Regions from separate parts of the Mus musculus genome. Here all the other regions are linked to region 3. A link is a contact called in public ChIA-PET and HiChIP or PLAC-seq data. All regions are on one chromosome and are shown on one strand. Each heading gives the region's core, a stretch centred on a gene start, on an enhancer-like site or on the middle of the called end of the contact. The rest is flanking DNA. Distances are from core to core; before and after follow the strand shown. Region 1 overlaps Chd7 (chromodomain helicase DNA binding protein 7). Region 2 has its middle 16 kb from the start of Gm46842. Region 3 has its middle 55 kb from the start of Gm50597. Region 4 has its middle 38 kb from the start of Gm46842.

Evidence for each region. HiChIP or PLAC-seq counts read pairs in DNA pulled down with a chosen protein or histone mark. ChIA-PET counts read pairs in DNA pulled down with a chosen protein or histone mark.
Region 1: an RNA polymerase II ChIA-PET map of effector CD8 T cells shows a contact between it and region 3, with 37 read pairs. The contact joins two enhancer-like sites. A contact is called at or near these places in 1 of 484 Hi-C or Micro-C datasets (bone marrow-derived macrophages), 6 of 115 datasets of contacts at active chromatin or transcription factors (CD8 T cells, acute myeloid leukemia, bone marrow-derived macrophages and 3 more) and 2 of 9 other capture datasets (adipose tissue and liver).
Region 2: a contact with region 3 is called in a BATF HiChIP or PLAC-seq map of CD8 T cells, with 22 read pairs. The contact joins two enhancer-like sites. A contact is called at or near these places in 1 of 15 datasets of contacts at CTCF or cohesin (CD8 T cells), 2 of 484 Hi-C or Micro-C datasets (both in muscle stem cells) and 6 of 115 datasets of contacts at active chromatin or transcription factors (CD8 T cells, bone marrow-derived macrophages, effector CD8 T cells and 3 more).
Region 4: a contact with region 3 is called in a CTCF HiChIP or PLAC-seq map of CD8 T cells, with 6 read pairs. The contact joins two enhancer-like sites. A contact is called at or near these places in 1 of 15 datasets of contacts at CTCF or cohesin (CD8 T cells) and 1 of 9 other capture datasets (embryonic tail).

What each region holds. Positions count from the first base shown.
Region 1 is chr4:8,841,500-8,844,881 of GRCm38.p6, reverse strand. Chd7 (chromodomain helicase DNA binding protein 7) reads right to left here. Exons shown (of 38, transcript NM_001277149.1): 20 at 460-570; 21 at 170-375. Among named protein-coding and RNA genes, the nearest start is that of Gm46842, 68 kb to the left of the region's middle. Within about 2 kb of position 1,876, at least 125 of the 459 cell types and tissues checked have an H3K27ac peak or open chromatin away from gene starts, as enhancers often do. A contact at or near this core is called in CD8 T cells and effector CD8 T cells, where this site is marked.
Region 2 is chr4:8,925,581-8,929,011 of GRCm38.p6, reverse strand. No RefSeq gene overlaps it. Among named protein-coding and RNA genes, the nearest start is that of Gm46842, 16 kb to the right of the region's middle. Within about 2 kb of position 1,276, at least 119 of the 459 cell types and tissues checked have an H3K27ac peak or open chromatin away from gene starts, as enhancers often do. A contact at or near this core is called in CD8 T cells and effector CD8 T cells, where this site is marked.
Region 3 is chr4:9,064,789-9,067,881 of GRCm38.p6, reverse strand. No RefSeq gene overlaps it. Among named protein-coding and RNA genes, the nearest start is that of Gm50597, 55 kb to the left of the region's middle. Within about 2 kb of position 1,436, at least 56 of the 459 cell types and tissues checked have an H3K27ac peak or open chromatin away from gene starts, as enhancers often do. A contact at or near this core is called in CD8 T cells and effector CD8 T cells, where this site is marked.
Region 4 is chr4:8,870,810-8,874,045 of GRCm38.p6, reverse strand. No RefSeq gene overlaps it. Among named protein-coding and RNA genes, the nearest start is that of Gm46842, 38 kb to the left of the region's middle. Within about 2 kb of position 1,830, at least 59 of the 459 cell types and tissues checked have an H3K27ac peak or open chromatin away from gene starts, as enhancers often do. A contact at or near this core is called in CD8 T cells, where this site is marked.

The DNA.
Region 1 (3,382 bases), core at 627-3,126, 220 kb after region 3:
CATATCGACTTTACGAGCCACAACCTGCAGAAAGTTAGTGCGGAGGTATCTGTCTGGCCACGCTAAGGGGAGCCACGCAGATCCACAGAAAGAAGGTTTTCCTATGACAACTGAGAATTCCAGCTGTTGGTAAAATAAAATGAGACTCCATGCAGCGAACCGGCCTTACCCGTAAACCAGCAGATTCTTCTCTACCCTGAAGCACTCGCTCCGGGCATAGCCCTGAGACTTATCCTGGGGGCGCCGTGGCTTTGCACAAGGCTTTTCTTCGGAGTCGCTTTCCAGGTCGGAGAACTCCATCAGTTCGTCTTCCTTCACTGCGCTGTATAGCCGGGTCTGCTTCCTCACTCGAGGAGTGTCAATAACCAGGTTGTTCTAACGAAAGAGCAAGCATGGTGAGCGTCATACCAACCTTCGGGTCAGATTAGGCAGCAGTCTGGATGGGACTTTCTCACTCACCCTCCCGTTTAAGGCATCGATGTCCAATTCAGCCTTCTTAGCCCACTTCTGCCAGAAATTTGGGTCATCCAAAGAAATGTCTGTCCTATTTCCAGACGCAACAAAGCTGGCCTAAAGGTGGAAAACGTGTGCGTTACTCTGAGATGCGGTTCTCAGAGTCAGGACCCCCGGTAGCCTCTGTTTATCTAGTCACAGTATATGCGTGCTCAGCCTCTGCAAGGCAGTATAGTGGATGGGAGACAGATGACAAGTGCCCCATGTACACTTTTCCACACCTGCCACAGGAGTAGAAAAGTACAAGCAATTGAGAAAGGCCTGGAACTTGGTTCCAGCAAAGTCCTGCTAGGAGCAGATCTAAAAAAAAAATTAGTTTTCTCTAGAAGAAAATGCTTGGACCATATTTTAGAAGACTTGTACAAGAAGAGAGGTGGCAGGAATGTTCATGGCAGAGCCCTGCACAAAGGCCCAGGAGAGGAGCAAGGATGAGGGGCTCGAGGTACAGGAGCCATGGCAAGTTGATGAGGGTGGAGGCCGGAGCAGGGGGCGGGCACGTGTGGTTAGCAGTCTGAGCCCTAGCCCAGGGGAAGCAGGAGCTATTAGAAAATAGGGATAAGTTTAATATGGACATGGCTGTGCCTCGAGTTGCATGGGGGAGAAGTTATAGCGACAGCCACCAGTGAGGTTAGAGCACACTGCTCCAGCAGTTTACACCAGAAATAATGACCAAATATGAAGAAGACTTCCTAAAAAGACCTTCTTCAAAAGGTGAAATTAATAGAGGTAGACATCAGCAGACATGAACAACAAGAGTGAAGAAGGCAGGGAGAACTACCACATCCAACTCTGGCATCTGCATGTTACTCAGAAGGAGAACGTGCGTGCATGCGTGCGTGAAACACGTACGTGTGTCTTACACATGTGTCTTACACATGCTGAGACTGCATGTGAGGACTGAGGAAAGACTGCAAGAGACTGTAACGACATGAGCGTGCAGAGGCCAGAGAAGAACCTCTACAAGCTGGGGCCACGGGGGAGCTCAACTCCTTCCTCACACCACAGACAGCTCAGCTTGAAACAGATCACAAACTAGTTAACATGGTACCTGTGAGGACGAGGGAAAAGCCACCTGAACACACAGGTATGGGAAAGCAACAGGAAGTGATCCATCCAGAAAGAAAACAGGTTCAACAGTTTTAGCCACCGGGGAAACAGAAATTGGAAGAAAACAAACAAACAAGGAATGCTGTCCAGGATGGAGTGAAAAAGGAATTCGTATTCATTGCCAATAGGGACGAAAATTCACAGAGCCACTATGAACGTCAGTGTGGAGCGCCTCAAACCACTAAAAATAGCACTACCATGTCACCCAGCCACGCCACCAGATTGTGTTCTTGAAGGCTGGTCTCTGAGTCAACACACCACAGAGACACTTGCACACCCAAGTTTCACAATAGGCAGGAAATGGAACCAGCCTAGATGTCCAACAACAGAGGAACTGATAAAAGAAGATGTTCTAGCTATACACAGTGGACTTTTATTTAGTTGTAAAGAAAAACAAAATCATGGCACTTGCGAGGAAGTGGATGGAGCCAGAAACCACGGTGTGGAGCAATCTAAGGCAGGCTCAGAGATATAAACACATTTGTTTCACATGTGAACCTGGATGCTATATGTGTGTGTGTAGGCTCCGTCATGAAACGACAGGAAGAGATTTTTAAGCAAAAGGGGAGAAGGAATAATAGGTCTTATGTGATGTGAAGGCAGATGAAGGGGCTTCTGCAGAGTGGAGGGGCCACTGAAGGCAGTAGTTTTTTTTTAGATAAGGGATGCTGTATACAATGACCAGTGGAAGAAGATGGGGGGGGGGGGTTGGAGCCCAGAACTTTCCCCAATTTGTTTAAAAGAGAAACAGAAACAAAGAAACCCAGCCTGTTAGTTCCTTAAATGATAAGCATGCACAGACCTCACTGGGGAGCCAAGAAAGCTAACATCACCTAGAGTTCTGCTTCTGTCGAATGTGCAAGAGAAACGAAAAGACATGTCCAAAAAAAAAAAAAAAAAAAAAAACCCTACTACACTGAAAATCCCAAAGTAAAAATAACCCAAATTTCATCAATTAGCAATTAATAAATGACTGGAGCATTTATCATCACCTGGTCACTGTGTGATACCCGCACAGTAGAACATTGCAAACCATAAAGGAATAAATTATTTGAGGCCAGCCTGGTCTACAGAGTGAGTTCCAGGACAGCCAGGGTTACACAGAGAAACCCTGTCTGGAAAAACCAAACCAAACCAAAACAAAACAAATTATCCATGTATAGTATAAGGGCAAACATGAAAAACATTAATTTTATGAAAGCACTCAAAAGACCACACGTGATATAACTTCACACCGAGTGGTGTTTCCAGGGTGGACAAAGCTATTTAAAAAAAAAGAGCATGCGGTTTGCAGAACTGGGTGAAGCGGGAAGGGTAGGGACTGCCTGCTAATGGGCACAGGGAGCTCTCTGAGGTAGTAGGAACATTCAAAACCTAGCGTTGTGCTAACGGTCACCCCAGCCTATAATATGTCAAAGTGTTGAATTTCATGCTTTACGGCAAGTAAACCAGTTTAGCAAAACTACAAAGTAGAGTGAGCCTTGGTGTGGACAACCCGAATACTAGCAAGTGGGTTTGAGGCGACAGTCAGGGCTCAGAGCAGCTTGGCCTTAGCGGGCTGGCTTGGTGGAAGAGCACACGGTGCCAGCTGTGAGGCAGGCAGTGGCAGGAGCTGGGGTAGAATGCCATGGGCTCATTTTAGCTGTGAGCAGAGCTGTGGAGCCCTAACGAAAGGGGAAAACAAGACAGACTTAAACATGGAGCGACCTGATCATCTTTTCGGGTCGTTTTGGGCACTGGGGTCTGGGAGATTATGAAGAAC
Region 2 (3,431 bases), core at 27-2,526, 140 kb after region 3:
GTGGGTGGAGCTGTGAAGGGAGCCAGTGGGTGGCTGTTGCGGAGGTGGAGTCGGCACTACTGGTTTCAAGATTGATCAGAAAAACAAACAAAGGCAAGTATTCTCTGAGAAAAGTAAAAAAGTCCCAACTCGTGATCAGAGGCCATCTCATTTAATAACTACAGTCTCTTTTCCATATCTGTATAAGTCCAAGAAGCAGGCCAACCCCCAACCCCAAGGGCTTACACCTGCCCAGTAGAGCAAGTAGATTCTGGCTGGGTCTGGGCAGGTCTTGGCAGCTTGCGCCGGCCCCTGCCCTGGATCTGGGCTTCTTACTCCAACATGAGGAGACTATGATGAGTCTATACTAAAAGTAACATCTGTGCCTGTAATTTTTAATGATAAGGGTGATGGAACAACACGCAACAATAAAACTCATGAAACAGAAAGTGTTTTTCCTTTAGTCATTTTATGTCAGGAAATTACTCCACCACTACGTTACACCTTCCATGCCGAGAAACAAATGTAGTTACCTTAACTCCACAGCGCTGCATGCTTTAGTTTTATAGTTGGGTGTTCCTCATCTTGAAGAAGTAATCAGGATGAGACTAATTCTGGAAAGCCATCAAGTGGCCAGGCACATCATACACCTGCCACGTCGTTGATGGATGGTTAAGGCATAAGGGTCTCAAGTCAGAGGTCTGCTGTCCTTCCACATACACATTTCTATGTTAAAGCCCTAACTCCAATTATTCAAAAATGAGGGTGTATATGGAGGCAAGGCCTTTGAAAGAGGTGATGTTAATAGAGTCATTTTGGGTGGGCCATGATCTGCCATCTCTGGCAAGTTTATAAAGGAGCATGGGACAGACACAGAAGGAAAAGTCATGGAAAGACACAAGAAGACAGACATCTGCAACCATGAACACTCTGACCTTGGATTCCCAGCCTTTCAGAACTGTAGGATATAAACTTCAATGTGTCTCTGGCACTTGGTTATGACAACCCTATAAAGCCAGGACAGGGAGATAGGGTGGCTTTATTGGTAAACCTCACTAGACAACCACTGACCATGGAAGTGTAGTGTGTAACTCCACCTCTTGCATCTAGTAATACCCAGAAACACACACACACACACACACACAATGTTCATGATCACCATGTTTTAATGGGCATAAATGTATTAAACTGTAATGTGAATGTGTTTTGCAACCATTTTTTAAAGTCCTTTAACAGAACTAGGGTTTTGAAGAATAACCACATCCTCTCCCTCAGCACTGTCTCCCTTCCGGCCAGCCGGTCGCTTAAGATGTTGTGTGAGCATGCTGGGGACACGTGGCTGAGTGGAACTGCTGCCTCCCACCCACCCCTGGAGATCTTCCTGAAAAGAGAAGACGAGATGACAGCCTCTCCACTCTTCCAAAACGGAGTCAATTCTGCACCCTTCCTCCTCACCACAGCTGCTCCAGGGAAGCTGTAAGAGGAAGCCAGTCCCTGGGGATCAGACCTCTAATGGCCCCTTTCCAGGACAAGTAAGCCACTGTCACCCCTCCCCCCACCCCCATTCACCTGTGCTCCTGGGGAGGCCAGCTGCCCAGTGGCACTAGTGTTTGCTTTGGATTTAGAACAACAGCTTCCCCTGTCAGCCCTGGGGGAAGCGGCAGGTGTTCTTATATGTCAGTGGAGCCAGTCTTAAACAACAACAAAGAGAACGCAGAAAGCCAAGCAGTTGGACATTAGAGGAAAGGCTCACAAGGCCCCTCACCAAGAGATGAGAAAGTTTAAAAAAAAAATCCATTTTTCCTTATTCTCCTCAAAAGGAAGTAGAAACTCAAGGAGCATGGCCACTTGCAGACAAAACTGGGAGAAGGAGTCTCTGCCAACTGCAGCCCAGTACCAAGGACAGCTTGGAGGGCTGGGGAGTAACGATGATCAATCAGTAAGAACAAGGGCAGGCTCCATAGCGCCAACTGCCTGTTGAACGCATGGGATTCTGGCCTACTAAGGAGCATGGCACCTCACATGCTTGCTGTTCATTAAAGTCAGCAACTGTAATGAACACCAGCACTTTTTGCTGTGGTTAAAACCTAGTTTCAGCTTTTGCCTCGGTTTGTCCCCTTTCTCCTGGGGACTCTCATGACCACTGTCACCTCCTTTCATTAGAATTAGCACTTCCTGTGCGTTATTACTGAGATCAGCAGAACCCAGAGCTAGGAACAGTCACCTAGCCCCACCCACCGCGCTTCATCAGGCTTCCCCAGAGAGTAAAAAGCTAAGCTTCCCTCCCGCCTAGCCTCTACACTAGAGCTGAGGAAAGGAAGTGGGTGACTGGAGAACCAAACATCAAAGCCATCTGAGACTAGAGCGGTAGAGTAATTCAGAGATTGTAACAACTGCTGTTTTAGAAGGCAAGCATCTATCTTTGGGTACACCTTTCCATGCAACTTCTCGCCTGGTCCATCAGGTTCTATCACTGATGCCTTCACCCAAAAGATGTTCTCCCTGGCCTCCAGACTTTCCTCAGTGTAACTCCTGTAGTTAAGAAGCCTTTCTTGGTCGCAGAGTCTAAAAATAGCAGCGCAAATTCTGCAGTGCTTTGGTTTTCACTTGGGCACTTTACACTTTACACAGGTCCCTTACTGCCTTGCAAACTAGACTATGTCATCTTCACGGCTACATTTTCTCCATCAGTATCCTCAGAAACCCCTGAGGACCTCAGCATCTTGTGATGCCCATGCCTATTGTATAAACTGATGTAGTATTTGCACATAGCCTGCATGTGACACATCCTCTCCTATGCTTTAAACTACAGCATCTTGAACTGTGGACTTTGGCCTTTACAGTGTCACTGGCTTAGTTAGATTTTCTTTCGCTGCAACAAAACACCATGACCAAAGAGCAAGTTGGGGAAGAAAGGGTTTATTCAGCTTACACTTCTACACTGCTGTTCATCACCAAAGGAAGTCAGGACTGGAACTCAAACATGGCAGGATTCTGGAGGCAGGAGCTGATGCAGAGGCCATGGAGGGCTGCTGCTGCTTACTGGCTAACTTCTCCTGGCTTGCTCAGCCTGCTTTCTCATAGAACCCAAGACCCCCAACCCAGGGACAGCACCACTCACAATGGGCTGGGCCCTCCCGCCTTGATCACTAATTGAGAAAATGTCTTACAGTTGGATCTCACAGAGGCATTTCCTCAACTGAGGCTCCTTTCTCTGTGATAACTCCAGCTTGTGTCAAGTTGACACAAAACCAGCCAGTACAATCGCATAAACTGGATGCAGAGTTGTGGACCCTTAGGCAAAAGTAGAAGATTTCTGAGCACATAATAAATGAAAATCAATTGAAGGCAAGCGTGTATGGAATCTGAGGCATTTCTGACAGTGCCCTCTGATGCCACATCTTCACTGTAGACGTGGCTCTGAACATGCACTACAATATCTGTGCAGCACA
Region 3 (3,093 bases), core at 187-2,686:
CCTGGTCACAAACATTGATTTAGAAGGACAAATGGACAAAGAACATGACCAGATGCAAGGATATGATAAGTCACTTCTTTAGGTCTGGGGATCAAAATGCCATTAAAATACTATTAGTCTTCCTGAGTTTCAAGGTTTTCTCTTTCTTTCTTTCTTTCTTTCTTTCTTTCTTTCTTTCTTTCTTTCTTTCTTTCTTTCTTTCTTTCTTTCTTTCGTTCAGCTTTCTTTTTTTCTTTCTCTCTTTCTTTCTTCCTTCCTTCCTTCCTTTCTTCCTTTCTTCCTTTCTTTCTTTCTTCTTTCGTGTGTGTGTGTGTGTGTGTGTGTGTGTGTGTGTGTGTGCTATGTGCATGCTGTGACTTTATGCACTGGTGCCTCACTCAGTGGGAAGCTCACTGTTTCTGCTAGACTGGCTCACCACTGAGTACCTGGTACACACATGTCTCCATCATCTTTAATTGAGAGGTTACTAGCATGTTCTAGATTTTCATGGTCAGAGTCCTCCTAGTTGTCATGGAGTGGCATTAAACTGTCTCCACACCTAGCCCCAGGGGAATGCTTGTAACCCAGGTCTCAGTCATCCTCATAAACCATAAAGAACAGAGGCCACAACAGTGAGACTCGGGAACATTCTCTACTACATGATCTAAGAAGAGGCAACTGAGACTAAACATAAGACAATGCCCTGGTTCTCCGGAGGCTCTTTTGGTGCACATAAGATTTCATGCTGAAGTCAACACAATCGAAGGCTTTGACACAACACAAAAATGACCAGGTGGTACTGATATGCAGAGCCTGAATGGTGGTGTGCCAGAGCTAACCTACTCCTCTCAGCTTCTGTGAGTCAATAAATCCTTTTTGTGACTAAGCCAGTTTGGGTTGGGTTTTTTTTTTCCCCCTGTGTTTGCAACTAAATAATCCCAACAGACATCCATCAAAGTACCCTTCCCCAATGGGAGCCTCACACTTTGATTCTGTAAAAAAGATAACTGGTTTCTTTAGCCAGCTCCACTGTGAACGAACCAGGCATGTTAGAGAGTACTGTGTGGGTAAGGGATGCTATCTTTCCTTTGGGGGTGCCTGCGGTTCACATTTCTGAATGGGCCAGAAACGCCTATAAATTTCACCTGTTGACATATTTTCTTTGCAAGCATTTGTACTACTTCAAGGGAAGGAACCGGAAAGAGAGGTGGAGAAGGGAAGGCATGAGACAGAATATTAGTGACTATGCAGGAAGCAATATAGGTGGTGGCCTTTTAGCAAAGGCCTGGCATGTGGGCACATGTGGTGTGACTTCTCAGTAGAGGAACTAATCTGGCAGCGTTATCTGATCTGGAACGGAAAGAAAAAAAAGAAGCCTTCTCTCTTCTGTGCCCTTGTTTGCTGTGACTGAAAGTGTTTTGGTGTGAGGATGGCACTGGAGTGTTCACAATTGAGCCCTGACGACAGGCTGGGCTCAGTGGGAAATTGGAGTGTTTTCCAGTTGCCAACAGTCAGTTCATGAAAGTGGCCTTTTGTTTCGTGAAATCCAGGGCAGGCTTTTGACTGAAAACTCAAGTGAAGCATGCTGAAGCTTCAAGCTGAAGAGGTAGGGAGTTTCTCAAGCCTTTCTGAGCCATAGAGATTCCCTTGCCATCACGTCCAGGCAGAGGAGGCTGTAGAAGCAGACTTGAACAGGGTCTGTGGACCTGAGAGTTTACTAATCAACTGGTTCAAAGATTGCCTCCTGCTATTACCTGGCTTTGAGCCCTTGGATACAAGAGTTGATCTCTTTGAATTCGTGCCCTCATCTGTACATCTGTTCTTGATATTAGTAATTAGTCACATTATACTGACTAGTAGAACCCATGGTACATAACAACAAATCAAATCAGATAGTTCCCTGACACATGATTTACTTCGTACAGCTTTGGTGACCCACAGTCAACAGCAGTCAGGGAAGATTCTATAGAGATTTCAGGAACACACAGCTCCTAAGATGAATGGCACATTGTTCTGAGAAGGAGGGGGTAGCCCACAGTGCCCTGCTCCTTTCTGCTCAAGCCTGAGTCCACCCTCTGTATAGCATGTGTACACTCTATGCTCTCTGAGTCCCTTAGTCTCCCATGAGACATCTCAGCCTTCAGATAGACTACAATGATATTGAAATTCTCAAATTTAAGTAACCTTTATTTTTCTTACAAATGACCCCAATGTAAAAAAGTTCTGATGCTGGCAACTTAAGCATAGCATGCTTTTATCGTTATTCAGCCTTCCTCTGAATTTTGTAGCTAGTCTCCAACTGTGGCTGGTGTAACTTCATCTTACATGCATGCACGTGTGGCACATATATACATGTTTGCATGTGTGTGTATGTGTGTGAGAATGAGTGTGGCTCAATATGATCATCAGACATGCATGGGGTCTTGGGTTGTGTTACACATGGATACACAGACCTGCTGATGCAAATTAACAGTGACAGAATGTCACTCACCTGTGGAGATATATGCCAACCCACTTGGGAGACTAAGGGACTCAGAAGGCATAGAGTGTACACATGCTGTACAGAGAGAGAGTGGACTCATGCCTGAGCAGAAAGGAGCAGTGCACTATGGGCTACCCCCTCCTTCTCAGAACAGTGTGTAATTTCATCTTAGGATCAGTGTGTTCCTAAAATCTCCATAGAATCTTCCCTGACTGCTGTTGACTGTGGGTCACCAAAGCTGTAGGAAGTGAAACGTGTGTCAGGGAACTATCTGATTTGATTTGTTATGGACCATGGAGTCTACTAATATAATTTAACTAATTTACTAATGTCACGAACAGATGTACAGATGAAGACATGAGTTCAAAGAAATCATGGCTACGAGGGTGAAGTATTCCTAAACATGGTAACTTTGTTCTTATTTGGCAGGATCAAAAGACAACATTTTATATTGCTGGGATTTTGTGCATAATATCAAAAAGAAAAAATATCAATTCAGAGTCTAACTTCTGTATTTCATCAAATTTTGTTCTATCCAGTAAAATTCTAAGCTGTTCAACAACCACCTTTTTATCAGACTAGGTGATTGTTAACTAAACCCTAAGACTTTCACTGGACCACCATTTTCTCAA
Region 4 (3,236 bases), core at 581-3,080, 190 kb after region 3:
AGAGAGACATTTGGCATGGCATCATTGCTAGATAAATGTGTCACATTCATGAGCATTCTAATTTACAGAGGTGTGTCCAGTGTCACCTGGTGTTATAATTGTCCATGTGTTCTCACCCTTTACAACCTAGGTGTGCCAAGCTAGCTGGTAGAGTTGTAAATGGCTTTGTGAGACTTCCAGGTCATGTGCTTTTGACATAGTTTTCTCCATGGCACTGGGGTACAGGGATGAGTGGGGGTGGGGATGGGGTGGGGGATTTGGTCATGGGTGCATCTGAGCTGCAAATGTAAGTAGAAAGCAGGAGTCAGCAAGGTCAGCTTTCTTCCTACACGAGACCCACACCAATCCCTTTGGAAAGACACTTATGGCTCACCTGGCCTGTTCTAAGTCACACTAGAAAATAATTTAAAGCTGGGCATGGTAGAACACACCTGTGACGCCAGCACTCAGGCAGGTGAACTGAGAGTACATGGTGAGATTGTCTGAGAAAAACAAAACATAGAACACAGAAAGCATAGCAGGATTATACAACGCCAACAGAAGTTATTTTTGCTGTGACTCAGGTTAGGGGTCATGACTGTTGTGCTTTATAAAAAGGAGACAAGGATATGTTTTGTAGAGGTGACGTATGGTGACGGTGACGGGGGAGGGGTGCCTCGGCAGGCCCATACTGAGACATCACTTTCCTCCGAGGCACCAGCCATATGAAGGGGTATAGTGTAGAATAGAGTTTATTTAGGGACATGGGAAGAGGAGTTGAGAAGACAGAGAAAGACAGACAGACAGACAGAGAGAGAGTAAGAGATGGAGAGAGGGAGGGAGAGAAGAAGGGAGGGAGAGAGAGAGATTGAGAGAGAGAGAGGTTGAGAGAGATTGAGAGAGTGGGTGGAGGCTGGCCAGGAACGCATAGAAAGGGGAGAGAGTCAGAGAGAGAAAAGGCAGATAGAGTAAGAGGTTGAGGAGGGGCCCACAGCCCCTTTTATAGCAAGCCAGGCCTACCTGGCTGTTGCCAGGTAACTGCTGGGCGGAGCATAGAAGGAATGCCAACAATGATCTTCAGCAAAGCTTTAAAATACATAATTAAAAATACATTGAATTTCGATAGTATAGGTGTGTATGCTGACATATGCAGAGCTCAGAGGGTAACTTGCAGGAGTTGGTTCTCTCCTGTACCAGCTGTGTCGGGGGCTTGAACTCCAGTTGCCAGGCTTAGTAGCATCTTCACTCACTCAACCATCCCAAGGGCCTTACCAAGATTTTAATAGAAAAACGGACACCTACCCTCCCCTTATAGAAGTGTTTTGATTGGAATGTTTTGGAAGAAAGGCAGTTCTCAGCTTAAATTGTATTCTTCCTCTAGTGGGCACACATTCCTACGTTCTATAGAGTCCTTTACTCAAAGTGGTCTAAGGGCAGGGAGTCCAAGCCAACTGCCTTGTCATTGAGCTGCTATGACAGTGTTCCTCAGTTTGGTGGCTCAGACCACACTGGCTTGACACAGAAAAGGACAGAAACTACCTTTTGATTTTGGAGAGTAAAGGACATAAGACTTTTAAGGATGGTTTTACAGAGTAACCTCTTGGGTTACTCTGAGCTGATACCGCTGCCCCTTGGGAAAGATGAAGGATCAGAAACTGGAAGAAATAAGTCCATGGCAAGAGGCAGGCAATGGCTGCCCTCATTTTCCAGACCTCTCACAGTAAGAGGGAAAACAGCATGGAGTTGCCTCGGAGGTTCCAACCCTAGCAGAGGAAGCGACAGCTGTGCAAACCACAGGGAGACAGAGCTACAACAGCACAGAAAAAGCCGTGTGGGAGACAGGAAGACACACTGTTCTGGTGGGATGACCTCACTTCTCATGCGAAGGCATAGTAGCAACAACATGTGCCTAACTGGCTGGTGTGGTGAGCTCATGACTACATAGTAACAGAGAGAGAGAGAGAGAGAGAGAGAGAGAGAGAGAGAGAGAGAGAGAGAGAGAGAGAGAGAGATACAAAACAGAGCTTACTGCCTCCCAGGGAGGCATGGTGGGACATGTTGAAAGGAACTCATGCCATTGTCAGATGCCACGTGCCTTCCTCCAAACCATTAAATGCACAGCCTGCTTCGTTTTCAGCCACCCAGCCCACACCCAATTGGAAGTTTAGAATGGACACTGACAGAAGGGAGGGCAGTTTTGAGTTGCAAAGCATCACCTGGCTCCCATCAGGCGGTGAGAAGGCTCACGTTTCTTCGGTAATTTTGAAATTAAGCTTTCAGATCAAACTGTGGAGGTGGTGAAAGGGCAGTGGAGGAGGTCCCCTGGATGGAGGCCTTCCTGGTTCTTTGAACAGGCACTTCTGCTGTCCACACTAGAAATCTCACTAAGATGTTGCTTTGCTGCAACTCCAAAGTCACCATGATAGATTGCTCTCTGGGCTGGGAAGGCGGCGGGATAATGACCGACCGCTCACAAGAGACTGAGGCTGCAGAGAGGTTTGGCTACAGGTCAGTGGCGTGCCCAGGAGCAGGCTGACGTGGAACACTGCCTCCTTTGCTCTCGTGATGGGAGCCTCAATCGGCTTAGGAACCAGACAAACCATGCATCACTCTAAACAGAAAGATGTCAGAGAGGAGCATACCTGATGCTATCGCTGCTCCGTTCCATGTTGTTTAAACTACACAGTAAGATGATGAAAGAGGTCAAAGTAAAATTCAGCTAGTTGTAGGCTAGATCTTACGGCAGGTCCTTTAGGAGAGTTGACACTACATTCACACAAAATTCAGAAGTCTGACGACCATCTTCAGCATCACAGAATATTCCCACGTGGTGAATGTGCCATACAGAAGGAGTCTAAGTTAAGATTAAATTCCAGAAGTAGTTTTCAATTTAGTTTACTATGTCTATAGAATTGTAGTAAATCCTGCCTGAGCTAAGAAAACACATAAATCCACTTATTCAAGAGACGCAGCGAATGAACGAGACCTCTCCTAACCCTCACGTGCTGTCAGAAGACACCGGTATCACACTCTGCTTCCCAGTTTAATATCCCTGTGCTCTCAAGGCACTTGTCGCCGATACATCATCCTGCAAAGGCGCACCTTCTCACTTCGATGCCAGGGTGGGTTGGTCCCCTTCTCAGAGGTGAACAGGAGGGAGGGGTGGGGTAGGAGCCATGTGAGGGGAGGACTGGGAGGAGAGGAGGGGCTTCAATCAGATGTAAAGTGAATAAATAAATAATGAACAAAATTAAATT